3 separate regions of the Sus scrofa genome follow, and regions 1 and 3 are each linked to region 2. A link is a contact called in public HiChIP or PLAC-seq data. All regions are on one chromosome and are shown on one strand. Each heading gives the region's core, a stretch centred on a gene start, on an enhancer-like site or on the middle of the called end of the contact. The rest is flanking DNA. Distances are from core to core; before and after follow the strand shown. Region 1 has its middle 34 kb from the start of ARID5B. Region 2 overlaps ARID5B (AT-rich interactive domain-containing protein 5B). Region 3 has its middle 67 kb from the start of ARID5B.

Evidence for each region. HiChIP or PLAC-seq counts read pairs in DNA pulled down with a chosen protein or histone mark.
Region 1: a contact with region 2 is called in an H3K27ac HiChIP or PLAC-seq map of alveolar macrophages. The contact joins two enhancer-like sites. A contact is called at or near these places in 1 of 47 Hi-C or Micro-C datasets (liver) and 1 of 2 datasets of contacts at active chromatin or transcription factors (alveolar macrophages).
Region 3: a contact with region 2 is called in an H3K27ac HiChIP or PLAC-seq map of alveolar macrophages. The contact joins two enhancer-like sites. A contact is called at or near these places in 1 of 47 Hi-C or Micro-C datasets (embryonic fibroblasts) and 2 of 2 datasets of contacts at active chromatin or transcription factors (alveolar macrophages and skeletal muscle).

What each region holds. Positions count from the first base shown.
Region 1 is chr14:65,372,845-65,376,585 of Sscrofa11.1, forward strand. No RefSeq gene overlaps it. Among named protein-coding and RNA genes, the nearest start is that of ARID5B, 34 kb to the right of the region's middle. Within about 2 kb of position 2,392, at least 5 of the 83 cell types and tissues checked have an H3K27ac peak or open chromatin away from gene starts, as enhancers often do. A contact at or near this core is called in alveolar macrophages, where this site is marked.
Region 2 is chr14:65,538,769-65,542,479 of Sscrofa11.1, forward strand. All of the region lies in intron 4 of ARID5B (AT-rich interactive domain-containing protein 5B), which reads left to right. Among named protein-coding and RNA genes, the nearest start is that of ARID5B, 130 kb to the left of the region's middle. Within about 2 kb of position 2,148, at least 28 of the 83 cell types and tissues checked have an H3K27ac peak or open chromatin away from gene starts, as enhancers often do. A contact at or near this core is called in alveolar macrophages, where this site is marked.
Region 3 is chr14:65,340,070-65,343,662 of Sscrofa11.1, forward strand. No RefSeq gene overlaps it. Among named protein-coding and RNA genes, the nearest start is that of ARID5B, 67 kb to the right of the region's middle. Within about 2 kb of position 1,327, at least 1 of the 83 cell types and tissues checked has an H3K27ac peak or open chromatin away from gene starts, as enhancers often do. A contact at or near this core is called in alveolar macrophages, where this site is marked.

The DNA of each region.
Region 1 (3,741 bases), core at 1,142-3,641, 170 kb before region 2:
GGAAACTGAGCCAATACCTGCAATCAGTTCAGAGGGTGGGTGCTGTGGATCAAGGCAGGGGAGACAGCTGTCTCCTCTGAGCCAGCATGAAGACACCCCATTAGGGCCAAAATTCGGGACAAAAAAAGTCATACTTCAAATAGAAATCAAATACTGCTCCCCTCTCTCTCCCCATCCATTCCCGTGATAAACACATAAGTTTACGATTGGATAAAGGTTTGATTTCATTCCAAGCATAGAAATAGGTTTAGAAGACTTCAACTTCCTGTCTCCTAACTTTCCTGACCACAAATATTTTTTACTGTAAGTCATGAAAGCAAAGGATTATTTAATAAATTAACACTTCAGATGCCTTTGGTTCAACTCTCAGTTCTAAGCTCAATTATTGGCTTCTTATTTATCTCAGGCAGTTCATCCTGCCTCGCATGTCTTTTAATTCCTTCACCTGAAAGTCTTTAGTTCCTATCCTTGCTGTATTTCATGGTTTTACAATACTTTATTGAAGTGCTATATTGTAATATTTCTGCCATCCCTTCCCACCACCAACCCCCCTGCCCACCCCCAAATAATTCTTTATGAGGAAGCATAGACACAGTTTGGAATGCAATGAGGTAAGCACAGCAGTCTTTGAAGCACTTTGCAAATTTCTCTTGGCCTCAGAAATCACAAAATAATCACATTTAAAAAAAAAAAAAAAAAAAAACCTAGCCCTTTGCCTGCAGGACAATGCATGGTTTTTTATTAAAAGAGGAATTTAAATTCCTTCTGTGCACAGACTGTTTTAACTATAAAGACTTAGAAAATTAATTTTTGCCTATAATCTCTTATAGATAATACTATAAAAATAGTTCCTCTTTAAGAAGCATATTTCATGCAAATATCAAAAAAGCCTTTTATCTGTGTTCAAGATTTCTTGTTCTATTTCTGTCCCTTGTTTCCTTCTTTTAGCAGAAGATCAGACTTCAAGGGCCCTGGATCCAGAACTTGCTGCTGGGAGGCAGGGCCCAGGGGCAGACCATAGGTTGGTGGTTGGCTGTTTTATAAGCAGAGAAACTGAGGATCCCAGTTGAACTTCCTTCTCTGTCCTAGGCAGTGTGCCAAGTGTGGGGGCCTAGACGTGGTGGATTCAAAGGGCAAGAGAGACAGGCTTGCCGCCAGAAAGATCATGAAAACATAGTGCTGGAGTGACAGACTGGGCCAGCAGTGCAGAACAAGAGGAAAGGAAAGAGATCACATCTTTTAAGCAGTATTGCCCAAACTTCCCTCCTTCACAAACCACCTTTGGGATATTTGCCTATTCTTGTACCACCCATATATACATTTTAAAATATTTTTCTTTCGATGATTCCCTTTTTTATTTTAACTGAGCTTCATCCTAAGCAATAATATTGGTTGAGGTCACTGCTTCATGAGCTGCTATATGTATTTTCAAATTATGGACATAGCTATTAAAATGTTTAATATGTTCACATGAGTACCCCTAAAAACTAGCTCAGGTATACCACCAGTCATTGCCCCAGCAATGTTGGGAAACCCTGCTGTCATGAACTGAATGTGTTTCCCCTCCCCAGATTCGCATGCTGAAATCCTAATCCCAATGTGATGGGATACAAGGCAGAGCCTTTGGGAGATAGTCAGGTCTTAAGGGTGGAGCCCTCATGAGTGAGATTAGTGCCCTTCAAATAAGAGACACAGAACTTGCTCTGGCTCTCTGCTCTTTACTAGGTGATGACACAGTGAGAGGACAACTGGTTCTCTATGAAGCAGAAAGCAGCTGCTCACCAAACCCTGAATCTACCAGCCTGTTGATCTTGAACTTTTCAGCCTCCAGAAAGAAATTTTTGCCCAGTCTATCATATTTTTGTTATAACAGGCTGCACTGATGAAGATGCCTGAATTAAAGAGAGAGAAAAAAAACAGGAAGGGGAAGGGATGAGAAAAAGATAGTGAGGTCTTGGTATTTAAAGAAAAAGAATTTCCAAATTGTGTGTGGTGGTGGGGACTTCCCACTTGCATGTACACACCAAATAAAGGACTGAAGTCTGATATTCAAGATACCTCCTTCCCCATCTGATGGCCTCTGTCCTTCTGTCCCCAGAGCAGACCCCAAGAGACCGAAAGCCCAGACCCTGTAAATATACACTGACAGATTGCTGGTCCTGGCTAAGTCTGCCTGAGTCCGTCATGATCACTGGGTCACCTGTCCAAGTACAGATCCTATTAGTGTGGTCCAGATGATGAGTTTTCATTGGGGAAAAAATTAGTGCTCTTTGTTACATTCAGTTGCCATCAACATAGTAAATTTATTGCCCACAAAGAATATGATGAGTATCCATGCCCTAAATGTTAGACATTTTTGTTGACTCATTTCTAGTTTGCTAGTTTCTAAAAGCACCTACGAAGAGTGAAAAGAGCCAGGGTATGGAGTCAGCCCAGACACTGGCCAGATCTTGGGTAAGTTACTTAAATCTTGTGACTTTCAACTTCCATATTTGCACAACAGAGATAATGACACATAAAACTAACAATTTCCTTTTTCGTGGGGGAAGAACAAAATGCCTAGTTTACACAATAATAAAATACCTAATCCATAACTTGAAATCACACAGTAAATACATTTTTTTCTTTTTTCTTCTTCTTCTTTTTTTTTAATGGCCACACCTGTGGCATGTGAACGTTCCAGGGGCCAGGGATTGAATCCAAGCCATAGCTGTGACCTACAGTGCAGCTGCAGCAACTCCAGGTCCTTTAACCCACTGCACCAGGCCTGGGATCAAACCCATACCTCCACAGCAACCCGAGCTGCTGCAGTCAGACTCTTAACCCACTGTGCCACAGCAGAAACTCCAGTAAATATATTTTTTTAATATGAACTTTGCAGCCATTGGAAAGGACAAATTCATAGTAATGAAGACTATACAAGCAATATCAAAAAAATCTTCAGATAATTTTTAAATATTTTAAGTATTCCAGTTTTAATGTAGTCCAGTGTATTTATTCACCCTAATCTCATGTAAGAATGTTTATGCCTATTTATGTACAAAGATAGACTAAAAACGTGGAAAGATTTAAAATGTTTATGTATTAGGACTGAGAGGCAGTTTGAAATGAAGAAAATGAGCTCTTAAACTAGATTTTAATCCCAGCTAGACCACTTCCTAAATATATTACCTTAGCTAAAGTACATAGTATTTCCAAGACTCAGTTTCCTTTTCAGAAAAATGGGGATATTAATAATATCAGCCTCCTAGGTTGGTGTAGCTGGTATCCATAAATTCTGGTATTTAGTAAATTCACGGTAAAGCATACTAATATTAGGTGACAGGATGATGGTGACACTTTATTTTTTAAGAAAGGAGCCCTGTTCGCTAATGAAAACTTCTAGTAGCCAAATTAATAATATGTTCACTGCGTTTCTGTTATTCAATGTTAAAGTTGTACTGTGGGAAAGAGAGAGAAAAGAAAAACTACCACCATCACTAGGCTGCCCCTGCCCGGTCAAGGCCAGAGAGACCAAGCGGCTCCTCCCCCCACTGCGCCACCTGGCACAGGCAAACAGGACCTAATGATCCAAGTGTTTTTCTCTCACACAGAACAAATACATCTGGAATATCCCTGAGCTGGGTGTCTACCACCGCCACTTCCAATTTTCCTTCACAGCTCCATTAGAAAATTTTAAATCCTCTTCAATGTGGGCTGCTTTTATTTGTATTCAGACTAAGATAGAGTGTGTGTACCAGG
Region 2 (3,711 bases), core at 898-3,397:
CCATCTGCTGCCAAGGCATTGCTGCTGGTCCCCTGCAGCCAACAGAGACTGGTATCTATCATGCTGTGTGACTTCAGGCAATTCACAGAGTCTCTGGGCCTCCCTTTCCTGATGCGTGGAATAAGGGTTCAGACAAGATGGTGTCTAATGTTCCCCTTAACGCTCCTGAATGTCGTCATGCTATAAATTACTCAAACTAAGAATTCTGCCATCATCACATCTGCAGCCAACACTGGCTCCAAATCCAGTAGAAAAGTCACCAGCTACTTTCTGCACTTCCCATCTTAGAAGTGCACTTTCTTTTCCTCACATCTTGAAGCCACTTTCTGCACTTCATGTCATGAAGGAGGCCGTCTACACTAGCACTCGAATCTAGATTTTAATGTTTTAAGACACAAAGGGAATTGCTAAGCCTCTGAATATTTCTAGAATATAGGGTGGTAAGGATCAAGGGGGCCATTTCATTAGCAGTGTCGCAAGAGGCCGTCACCTAGCAGCTCCGTATTGTTTCCAGGCCCCACCCCTACCCCCACTCCCCTAGCCCTGAGGCTGTGGTTAATAATGTCAAAAGAATGTTTTAAAATTGCTCTTCTGTTGATTCCAAAGAGTCAGAGCCCTCACGTGGTTAGAGTCCTGGGCTAGGAGTCAAATTCTAAATTTAATTCCAAACTCTGTGAACGTCTTCATTCCTCACTCCCTCACCATTTCTTGATGTTTCAGTTTTCTCATCTGCAAAATAGGCATAAGATCCCCTGCGCCTCAGAAATATTTGCAAGAGGCTTTGTTGTACACAAGGATTGGCATTATATTGGGGCAGAATATCATTTTCCATTCCATAATAGGAATTAAACAAAGCCCTTTTGACTATGTACCTTGTGTAAACTCCCTGTGCTTAAATGCTGATGAATTTCAGAGGTCAGCAAACACCACCCCCTTTCTTCATTATATTTTTTAAAGCTAAACAAGGCTAACTGGGGAATTCATTTTGGAATAAAAAGACATGAAAGAAAGGGTATTTCAGCTTGCACAATAGTACAAAGAAGAACAAGAATCATCATGTTTGCAAAAGAACTCACAGCTGTTTAATTTTGTAGTAAAATTACTTTAGAAACTTTGCAAATTCAAAGACAAAAACCAAACAACTGTTGCAACACTGGACTTCCACGTGCGAGTGGAAAAGCCAAGTTAAAATTAATCTGCCCCTAAAATCATATTTACAAGTACAGAGCATTTTTTGTTAATGCTGGTTGGAGGAGCGGTTTTTATCTAAAGAGAGACACATAAAAGAGGGAAATGGGACATTTACTGGTAATAAGAAGAAAAATAGTTTATGTTCTCATGTACTTTGCCCCCAGCTTTTTCTTAAGCTGCTCAGTCTGTTTTAATACCAGGTTTGTTTGCTTTTTGGGGATGGGCCTGTTAGGCAGGAAATTGTTGAAAGGCCTACAGCAGAAATTTGATTTAAATGATGTTTTTAAAAATTAAATACCAAATTGGGTGACCGATTATTAAGTTTGGAGTTCAGATTTTTATAAAATTTTATTCTTAGAGGATATGGATAAATTCTGTACTGACACTTGGTTCTATAAATTCCAAGTTTCCATATGTTGCCTATTGTCAGAAACAAATAAACCGTTCCTTATTTTAAAAGAAAAAAAAAAGTTGTTCTCTTCCATATTAGGGAATTATTCAGACTTCTTTCTTTGGTTGCTATAATTCCAAACCAGTTGGAACATCAGTCTATTTTTAGTTATGAAGAAACTTTTAAAATGTAGGCATGACTTTTTCTAAGGTTCGAAATCTCATAAAAATCAATTTGCCACATATCTAACAGTCATGGCTGTAAATATAGTGATGTCATTGTATTCCAAGAAGACAAAGTTCTAAATTTCCGTATTACTGGCCCTACCTTCCTATCTCCCATCCTTCTCCACATAGGAGGGCTGGTAAATGTAAATTCTAAAACCTATAAAACAACATAAGGTTGTGATTTGTGACTGTTTCTGTCAAGGATGAATGTCCTTACCTGTATTTGATTAAACTCTCTTGTTAGTTTCTGGGTCTTTATGGTCTTCCCACCACATCCCAGAGATTGACCACAAGAGGGCAACCGAGAGTTTATTTTCAGCTAACAAAGCTAGAAACGGTTTTAATACCAGCCAAGTGTTTTAACTTGCTAAGGATTTATTTCCCCGCCTTCCGATTGCCACACATGCAGCCTTACTGTTCGTTTCCACGAACAGCAAATAATAATCCAAATAAAGTTCATTGGAGGGAAAATATAGACAGACTGGGGCAGACAAGCGCTTTTGCCCAAATAAGGCTCCCTTTTGTGGAGACCCCATGTGTTAGATAACCATCAACTGACAGTTGGTCATGAGTTAATAATGTTGGATGCTGAAATATGCATACCATGTGCTATAAAAGAGTTTGGAGGACAAAGACAAATACTGCTATAGTTAGATATCAGAAACATACCAGAGGTGCACAGACCGCTTCACTGGATTTAGGTCGAACCTGCCAAATAATTTCCTAAAAATTGTTGTGAGTAATATCACATTGGTAGGATGAATAATATTCACTGCACATTTTGTCAATGTTGTGGGGATTTGGGTATTAAGATCTCTGCGTGTTACTACCTTAAATGCTAGAGCAATTTTTGCCTTCTAAGAAGAGAAAATATTTCCCAAGCTTATTTCCACGGCTACCATTGCTGCTCTGTTATTTTTATAATAGGAACCCTAAAACGGGGGCAAGGGAGGGACTCCATAAAAGAATCTGGTCAGGTGTGCAGCCCTTTGATTGGCATGTTATATATGGAGAACTGTTAATGTCTAGCTATGTTTTTACGTTGCCGCTGCACAATCGAAAGGTGAGGAGGTGGAGGGAGCAGGTTCTACTTCAGCCACTGTGACAAGTTATTTGGAGGATGAAACATTGGGCCAACTGAGCAATGAGCAGCCGTGTTCTCAGAGCAATGCCTCCTGGTCTTTTTGGTGCCAAGATGGAGAAAGGAATGTGTCCCCTCTCCTGCCCCCTAGAGTTCAAACCCTTTTGTTCTGTCAACTTTTCTGGGCTTATTGGAGCTCCTGTCTTCAAAGAAAAACCTTACTTGATGATAAAACTTGGGATTTGAAGCATCTTTGTAAAGCTATGAAGGCCATGCCCTTGCCTTTGGGCCTGACTGTCTCCAACCTCTCTGCTTCCTTGCTGATGAAATCTCCAGAAAGAAAAACACATCCAGACCATGAGCTTATTCAACAGTTTGTGGCATAGAACTTCTATTTTCTAGTGAGCCAAAATCGCTTAAAATCTATGTTCTCTTATCAGTATGTAAATGGCTTACCTTATGCCCAGCCCTTGCTTGGCAGCAGGAGAGAATAATAAGTAAAATAAAAATTAGAGGAGTTCCCATGTGACTCAGCAGCTTAAGGATCTGGCATAGTCCCTGCTGTGGTGTGGGGTCACTGCTGTGATGTGGGGTCAGTCCCTGGCCCAGGAACTTGAGCCTGTTGTGGATGTGGCCATAAAGAAAATAGTCCAGAAAAAATGAGACTGTTCTCTTTCTCATTATCTTCTCCCTTCACACCCCCAGCCCCACGCCCCAAGTCTGTTGTCAAGGCTTAAAATTTGCTTTGACATTTTAGTTAAGGAAATAACATCTTCATCAGGGCCATTTAGTTACCTTAAGTCAATGATTACCAGATTTAA
Region 3 (3,593 bases), core at 77-2,576, 200 kb before region 2:
TTATCCTCCATCATGCTCCATCATAAGTGACTAGATACAGTTCTCAGTGCTACACAGCAGGATCTCATTGCTTATCCATTCCAAAGGCAATAGTTTGCATCTATTAACCCCAGATTCCCAGTCCATCCCACTCCCTCCCCCTCCCCCTTGGCAACCACAAGTCTATTCTCCAAGTCCATGAGTTTATTTTCTGTGGAAAGTTCCTTTGTGCCATATATTAGATTCTAAATATAAGTGATATCCTATGGTATTTGTCTTTCTCTTTCTGACTTACTTCACTTAGTGTGAGAACCTCTAGTTCCATCCGTGTTGCTGCACATAGTATTATTTTGTTCTTTTTATGGCTGAGTAATATTCTGGTGTGTATGTATACCACATCTTCTTAATCCATTCATCTGTCTATAGACATTTAGGTTGTTTCCATGTCTTGGCTATCACAAACAGTACTACAATAGACATAAGGGTGCATGTGTCTTTTTCAAAGAAAGTTTTGTCCAGATATATGCCCGAGAGTGGGATTGCTGGGTCATATGGTAGTTTTATATTTAGTTTTCTGAGGTACCTCTATACTGTTTCCCATAGCAATTGTTCCAATTTACATTCCTACCAACAGTGTAGGAAGGTTCCCTTTTCTCCACACCCTCTCCAACATTTGTTATTAAACAATGACATCACCAACAAAAAAGCACCAAAGTGTGAAAACAAGGTGCTTACCACACTGAGAAAAGGATGCTTGTTTATAGTATGAGAAGAAACAGAAAAGCAGAGTATCACTTTGACCTCAGCTGGACACCTTCCTGTTCAGTGACAAATTATCTACCACTCTGCATGAAAGCCTGCAAAAATGCCCCAAGTATGGTTTGGATTGCAAGTAAATTTTATAGTGAGTAGGCAAATTTGCAAATTCAGAATACACAAATAAGTATCAAATGTACAGTATATTCAACTAGGGTGAGGAGCCTACCTTTCAGTTTCTGCTCCACAGACCCTCCTGCTCGCACTACTATGAAACCTCCAACAAGTTACTTATCCTTTCTGATAGCTTTCTCTTCTCCATCTACTAAATTGCTATTCAGCCTTCAAGACACATGAACCACTGCTTCCTCCCTGAGGATTTTCTAATAATTTTGATTTAAGATGAAATGTTCCTCCTACCCCCCCATCCCCCATCACCCATCTTCATGGACACCTGCCACTTGTCTGTGGCTGTGCCTCAGATGATGGCCATCTTGTTGGAGCAATGGGCAACTTTATCCTACTCTCACTGTGTTGCTTGGTTCTTCCCCTTCACCTTCTTTGGTTCCTTTGACTTCTGCTTCTTGTCCCCTTGGCCTATGACAGCTCTGTGGCTGTGTGCCAACCCCTGCTTTATGTCACAGAGGGCTCCCTTGGGTTTTGTGGCCAGAACTTAACATTAATGATGTCTTCATTGCCGTGGTGACAAATCGTTTCTTTCTCCCAAATATTCCTCATCTTTTTGCCTGTTCTTTCACTATGATGCTGATTTAATGATTCTTTATAATTCATTATGGATCTTCTATCCTTCCAATAAGTGGATCATAAAATCTGTCAGGACAGAGATTACATTTTATTCACCTTTAAATCCACAACAGTGCTCAGACCAGTTTTTCTTAATGCAGGTGATGATAGGAATTCATTAACTTGAAATGGGAATAAGAAGTCTGGCCTTCCCTATCATCACTATTTTTTTATTGTGGTAAAATGCAAATAGCATAAAGTGTATCATTAGTGATGTTTAGTACATTTACAGTGTTGTGCAACCATCGCAATATTTCATCACTCAAAAAAGAAACCTTATACCTACTAAATAGTCACTCCCCATTCTCCCCTTCCCTTAGGCCCTGGCAAGCACTTAACTGTTTCTGCCTCCATGGGTTTTCCTAATATTTCATATAAATAGAATCATATAATATGTAGCCTTGGTATCTGGCTTCTTTCACTTAACATGGTGCTTTGGAGTTCATCCATGTTATAGCATATATGAATTCTTCATTCCTTTTTTTTTAATTAAAGTATAGTTGATTTATAATGTGCCTATTTCTGCTGTATAACAAACCAACCCAGTCATACATACATACACACACATATTCTTTTTCTTGTATTATCTTCCATCATGTTCTATCCTAAGAAATTAGATATACTTCCCTGTGTTGCATAGTAGGATCTCATTGGTTATCCATTCTAAATGTAATAATTTGCTTCTACTAATTCTATACTCCCAGCCCAGCCCACTCTCTCCCCCTCCCCCTTGTCTGCATCCTTTTTATGGCTGTGTAATATCCCATTATGTGACTATACTACATTTTGCTTATTTCATTCATGAGTTGATGGGGATTTGGATTGATTTCTACATTTTGGCTTTTCCAAATAGTATGCCATGATACTTCAATAATATGATTCACTATAGAAATATTGGCGATAATTAATATTTTTGTTACCTAGATGGATTGCCTGTTTCCTCATCCCCACCCCAATCCCCACTAGACTGTAAGGTCCTGAGGGCAAGGACTTTGTCTTGTTCCCTGTGGGTTCCCCAGAGCCTTGGCTAATTCTGGCATGGAGTACATGCTCAATAAATCTGCTGAGTGGTGAATGATTTCCACTTAGAGGATCACTGCCCAATCACAGATGAGATGTAGTAAAAAACTTTCTCATAAAATCACAGAATATTAGATCTAAGATGGTCATTTAATATTCTTGGCACCATTCCTTTTTAGCCACATGACCTTGAGCAAGTTTCTTAAAGTACCTGTTAATCAGATTCCTTACCTATGAAATAGGGGCATAACATGACCTAACTCATAAAGCTGTTTTGATGATTAAATTACTGAATACATAGTCAATGCTAATTCTTAGGAATGAGGAATTAAAATCAAAAAAAGTAATAAGCAAATTACTCAAGATTACAGAGCGACTTAGAGGCAGAGCTGAGACTAGAACCCACATCTCAGTTCTGGGACTACAGCTTCTCATCTTCCCATGGTTATTTGAAGGCTACTTAGAACCAGATGGGAAAGGGAGCAGTACTTCTTCCATAGCCACATTCTCTGGGGCAAATCTCTCCTTCCTCAGACAGGTGGCCTTCAAGTTCTGGTTTTTGTGCTTGCTTCCACACTCCAAACCTAACCTCATGTCTATCTACAGAAGGAGAGGGACTCCAAGTGTCCACCACACAAATTTTCCCCAAAATATGTTCCTCAAAATATTCACTTCTATCTAAGGTAATTTCTAGGTTGGAAAAACAAAAAAAATTCCTTAGCCAAATACATTTGAGAAATAGGAGATCTCTTGAAAAGGGACAATGCAAATTAGTACATAAAGGCTACTAAGAAGTTCTGCATCAAGACCCCTGTTTACCCAGCAATTCCAGAGCATAATGAAATATGAAGTCTTTTCTCAGCACAATACCTATCGCCATATTTGGAGTGTCATGAAAACACACTGTGGGAAACACTGACCTCAACTGTTACCCTTGGCATCCAATGGAATTATCATTATTTTCATTCAAGCTCCATGAGAACAGATTTTGTCTAGTCTTTTTCGCAGCTTGGACCTGACACACACTAGAGATT